Regions from separate parts of the Mus musculus genome. Here region 2 is linked to region 1. A link is a contact called in public HiChIP or PLAC-seq data. All regions are on one chromosome and are shown on one strand. Each heading gives the region's core, a stretch centred on a gene start, on an enhancer-like site or on the middle of the called end of the contact. The rest is flanking DNA. Distances are from core to core; before and after follow the strand shown.

Evidence for each region. HiChIP or PLAC-seq counts read pairs in DNA pulled down with a chosen protein or histone mark.
Region 2: an H3K4me3 HiChIP or PLAC-seq map of bone marrow-derived macrophages shows a contact between it and region 1, with 4 times the contacts expected there. The contact joins two enhancer-like sites. A contact is called at or near these places in 1 of 39 promoter capture datasets (the 3T3-L1 cell line), 6 of 115 datasets of contacts at active chromatin or transcription factors (the NIH/3T3 cell line, bone marrow-derived macrophages, embryonic stem cells and 2 more) and 1 of 9 other capture datasets (embryonic stem cells).

What each region holds. Positions count from the first base shown.
Region 1 is chr4:134,997,746-135,000,445 of GRCm38.p6, reverse strand. No RefSeq gene overlaps it. Among named protein-coding and RNA genes, the nearest start is that of Gm42327, 52 kb to the left of the region's middle. Within about 2 kb of position 1,290, at least 70 of the 459 cell types and tissues checked have an H3K27ac peak or open chromatin away from gene starts, as enhancers often do. A contact at or near this core is called in bone marrow-derived macrophages, where this site is marked.
Region 2 is chr4:135,253,265-135,255,964 of GRCm38.p6, reverse strand. The region is part of intron 1 of Clic4 (chloride intracellular channel 4 (mitochondrial)); the gene reads left to right. Among named protein-coding and RNA genes, the nearest start is that of Clic4, 18 kb to the left of the region's middle. RefSeq lists an enhancer at 1-2,498. Within about 2 kb of position 1,309, at least 105 of the 459 cell types and tissues checked have an H3K27ac peak or open chromatin away from gene starts, as enhancers often do. A contact at or near this core is called in bone marrow-derived macrophages, where this site is marked.

The DNA of each region.
Region 1 (2,700 bases), core at 41-2,540:
CTTGAAGCAGAACCCTGGGGACCAACCAGCTACCTGCCTCTCCCATATAGTACCTGGTAGAGTCTCTCCATAGGGTAAGTAATGAGCTCTTAGGGTACGCAAGGACACCCTCATCCCCTCCCCTCTTCAGTTGATTCTTCTTCATAATCTATTAGTTACCATAATATCTATCACCTTACCCATTTTCCCATTAATATGTCCAATTCTATTGCTTGAGACAGTCAGCCAGCTCAGGGTTCGGTGAGAGACTGTATCTCAAACAGGGTGAAGAGCAGCTTCCGGGGGCACTCAACATCAGCCTGCGCCGAGACACGAAACAGCTTAGTGAGGTCACTCAGCATCTGTCCCTGATGTACGCACACAGGGACATAAATCCACACAAAGAATAAAGGGAGTGAGGGCCAACTTCATCAGCTCTTCTTACACAACCTTAAACAGAATCATTGTAAACATTTTAACCCAGATTTCCAGTTTTAAAGGTATGCATGCTTGAAATGGGTACCACTGTCTATATACGACTAAATTTTCAACAGTTTCCACACAGAACCACGGACATAGGCTCGCGAATCTGGATTCGGATCCAAAGCGCATCTCCCAGAGTTGACCTTCTCGTTTCTCATTTTCTTCACACACTCACAAAGCCAAGTTCTAACACTGAAGAGGTTTGGTTTTTTTGTTTTGTTTTGTTTTTAATTTATTTTTATGTTAGCTCTATAGGTGATTTGTCTGTATGTATGTTTGTGTACCGCGTGTGTGCAGTGCCCATGGACGTCAGAAGAGGATCCCCTGGAACTGGAGTCATGGATGGTTGGGAGCCCTCAATGTCTACCTGTGATACACAGAACTAGGAATGGACCCCTATCTTCTAGGAGCAGCACTTGCTCCTGAACCCTGAGCCATCTCCCCAGCTCCATTTTCTGAAATCTCTAATGATTCGTAATTTGGTTTGGGGAAGAAAGGCAGTCATCTCTGCTCCAAGATTGCAAAAGAGTTCTATTTTTAGACTTGCAAACACCAATTACAAGCAGCAACCCAGACAACATTCCCTGATTTCTGTTTCAGCTCCCTGTCCCCCCCCCCCCCCCCGTCCCCAGCCACTAGCAAGAACACCCATCTTTGTCTGTGTCCACTTAGGAGCTGAGGGTAATTGAATTACAAACTCAATTAAGTACAAGTTGGCACTCAAACTTAAAGACTGCTGCTTACCCATGAGCCAGAATAACGGAACACCTAGGCTCTTGGCCCAGAACGGCGCAGGGTGACTAAGCAGGCGAGAATAACACATTTCCCCTGAAATTTTGTTTACTCGTTCAATCTCGAGTCTGAGAACAATTCATCTGGGACGTTGTACTGTGAACACTCACCGGCTGAGACTCCACTCCTGTGGCTGGTTTCGACATCTTCATTAATTCAAGTCTGTGGTGCTGTCGTTTGCCTGCAAGTGCTTTCTGAATCATCTGACAGTCCTGGGACATCTGTCTCCATCATTTTTCTCCTTGTTGTCACTATAGAGGGAAAGGGAGGGCGGCTCTGACTCCTTAACTGCATTTGATGGAAGCAAGACTCACACTGCAGGATGATATAAAATGACACCTGCAGCCGCCCCTCACTCACTCAACAGGGTCCAGTGTATCCCAGACGGACCTCAAACTCATGGTGTACTTGAACTTCTCATCCTCCTGCCTCCACCTCTGAGTACTACTGGGATCACAGGAGAGAACCACCAGGCCTGGTTCACACCATGCTGAGGATTGAACCCGCCCTGGCTTTGCACCATGGGAGGCAAGAACTCTACTGACTGAGCTAATCCCAGCCTCAACCTTCTTTTTATATCTTCTAACAATGCAGTGTTTTAGGCCACTGGATTAGCTCCATCTTGCTACTGTCTCTCTCTCTCTCTCTCTCTCTCTCTCTCTCACACACACACACACACACACACACACACACACACACACACACACACGGAAGGGGCGGGGGAGGGGAGAGGCAGGCGGGAAGGGGGAGGGGGAGGGGGAGGGGGAGGGGGGAGCGTGTGTTCTGGAGGTCCAAATCTGAAGTGAGTCTGTTACGATTTGAATGGGAAATATCCATAGACTCGTGTTTGAACATTTTGTCCACCGGCACTGCTTTAAGAGGTTGTGAAGCCTTCAGGAAGTGGAGTTTAGCTGGAGGAAGTGGATCACTGAGGGGCGGGTCTTGAGCTTTATAACCCAAGCCACTTCCTAGTCCCTCTCTACTTCCTGACCTACCTTGATGCAGCTAGATGTGAGCAAGCTCGCTGAACCACAGCTGAGGGCTGTTTCTGCCGTGATGCCTTCCTTCCCCGACACGATGGTCTGTGCCCCAGGAAATCACAAGCCGAAATAAAGCCTCCTCCCTTGACTTGGAGTCACACAGACAAACACAATAACTAACACGGCCTCGCAGGGCTAAGATCACGCTGCCAGGAGGACCGTGACCTTTACTGGAGGACGCTTTCCAGCGTCTTCCCTGGCTTTGGAGGCCACTCACACTCACGGCTTCACCTCTCCAAACTCAAACCCAGCAAACACCAACAAGTCTTCCTTCCACTGGTTGCCCCCAGTTCCCCTTATTCATATCCGCTCCTTCTACGAATTACCCCATGTGATTACCCCAAGTCGCCCAGATAATCTAGAATGATCTATCACAGGGTATTAATCACCTCTTCAAATTCTCTTG
Region 2 (2,700 bases), core at 60-2,559, 260 kb before region 1:
TTAAGGGCGTGTGTTATCATGACTGACTAGTCATTTTAAGGGGCTAGTCTCCTTGTGCATTTCTTTCTAGATTCTAAGTGTCTAGCATCCTCCTTGTGTCACAGTGGGACGGTAATAAAGCTTTAAAACTTGAGTATGTCTGTGATTAGCGGGTGACTCAAGGATCATAAAGTGACTTTATCTTTCATCTTATTATAATGTTATAAACTTTTTGAAAGTGCTTAATTTACTCCCACGCAGGACACAGTAAACTGATAAAAGCCAAGATATTAAAGCTAGGATAATAGCCAGTTGTGGGTGCTGATTATGGGCCAGGCACAGTACACAGCCTTTTATACGTGTTAGCTAAGTTAATCCTCACATAAACTCTGAATTAGGCATGTCAGTTCTGTGTCATAAGTGAGGGTCAGAGAGAGCCAGTAAGTAGCAGGGCTGGGATCTGCACCAAGGTCTTTGAGAATTAATGTCGGTTTCTTTCCTTTCCTTCTCCCTACCTCTTTCTTTCTATCTAGGGGTCAATTCTTGAACCTCATCCATGGCAAACGGTGCTCGATTATGGACTGACACCCATGCACAGTAGATTGCTTGAGAAAATAGAAGGGAGTTCCGGGGTTTCCATTGCTTTGCCTCTTTGTGTTTTGGAGGCTTGGCTAATTAGTCTCTTGTAAAATACTTTAAAGAGCCTCTTTAGCAGCTTAAAGCAGGAGGCCTACTTGTAACATCACGTATTTTGATATCAGAATTGTTTTCAAGTTTAGCAATGTCAAAGTGGGCAGAGTTTTTAATAAGCCACATCCTAATTTGTCAATGTTTTTTTCCAGCCTTCTCTCTTTCCTTTCTTTACTTTTTTAAAACTCCCCCTTCAGAGGAGCCCACCCTTTGCATTGTTGATAGAAGAAAAGCAAGGAAGTTTCTTTTTGTGGAGAGAGGAAATGGCTTCGGTCAGGACTTCATCCATATTAGGTATAAACTAAATATAGCTGTGTGATCCAGGGCTGAAGTCACACTTACACAGCTTCCTAAGCAGGGCTAATGAGATCAGCCAGTACTTTTCAGTCTCCCTCCTCCCTGGCTTCTTGGTTCACTGGAAAGGCTACTCCGTTGATTAGCCCTGTGGTCTGTGTATACCTCTGCCCCTTAAAATATATCAGAACGTTTACAGGGACTCTTAAAGTAAACTTTAAAAAAACAAGTGAAACATTTTGACTTTGTCATTGTGTCACTACACCTCCTTCAAGCTGGCTTTGTAAGTTTTAAGCCTTTGTCACAGGCATCTTGACTCTGGGCTGGACTCTTGTGAGCGGCATGCTCTATGATCCCAGTGTGGCTAAGTGGCAATAAGATTTGATCTGATTGGCTGCCTATAGAGGAGGCAGAGGAATAGGAAGATGGGAGAAGCCTCCTGTTTTGGCCAGAGCACATATTGTTCTCAGATAAGAGCTCTTGAAGCTCCCCAAGGCAGTTTTTGCTCCCAGGAACTGTGTTCAGCACTTGTGGTCCTTCTTAGAGCCCTTTGCAAGCGTGCCAAGCCACCCAACCACATGAGAATGTGCGTGCCTCTAAGGGAAGCCTTGTTTCTGCTTCTGGACTATCGTTCTCAAAAAACTCTTTTTAGACAAGCTTTTTATTCTAGCCCAGGCTGGCTGGAATTCACTGTAGAGTCCAGGCTGGCCTCAAACTTATGGCAGTCCTTCAACCTCAGTCTGCCAAACGCTAGGATTTATGAGAAACCACTCTGGCCATCTAAGGCTTAACTTTCAAAGGGGAAATTTTATTTATTTATTTAGAGAGTTTTATTCTACACTTCTGGCTGACCTGGAGCTCACTGTGTGGACCACCAGGCTGACTTAAACTTTGCAGAGATTTCCTACCTTGGCTACCCAGGTGCTAGAGTCACAAGCATGTGTCACAACGCCTGGCTGCTCATGGCATCTTATGAGAAATAGCTTGGAGCAGAACTAACACTTAACGGATTTCAAGGATCTTAGGGAGTCAGTTTATGAAGCTGAAATTCTCCAAGGATCAGTTGGGATAGCTTGTGCGCCCTTCTCTGACCTCCTTGCTCCCTTAGCAGAACAAGCCCGCTTTGCTCTCTGTTCCAGCACGCACCCTTTGTGTCATTCACCCGAGTCATATCCCTTGCTGCCTTGTTCCTGTGAATTCCGGGAGTTCAGGACCAGGGTGTGGTGGTTAATCTTCACTGGACCTCAAGTCAAGGGGCCAAGAAGTTGTGTGATAGTCTGTCTTCATTGTCAATGTGGTTGGATTGTAATCACCCAGGAGACACACTTGGGGGTGCCCACGGCATTTCTAGAGAGGTGTAACTGAAGACTGAAAATCTGCCCCTGGTATAGGAGGTGCTTTCCCCAAAGGGGAAAAGGATTGCTGTGTTGCTGGCACTCATTTGCGGGCTTCCCAGTGGTGGACGCAGAGTGGCCAGGGGCTCTCCTGCCTCAGTGCTTCTCTTCTGTGGCAGACTGTAGCCCTTCTGACTGGGAGCCAAATGCACTCTTCCTTAAGCCGCTTTGTCAGTATTGCATCATGCTAACGAGGAAGTAGTGAGCCTGTTTCATCTTTTGTAGCTCCCATCTACCATGGTAGGGTAAGCGGAGATATGTGAGAACTAATTCATTAACTCAGGAAATATTTGTTAGGATTCTGGGGCAAGCTTTTATGTATAACACAGGTATAAAAATCATT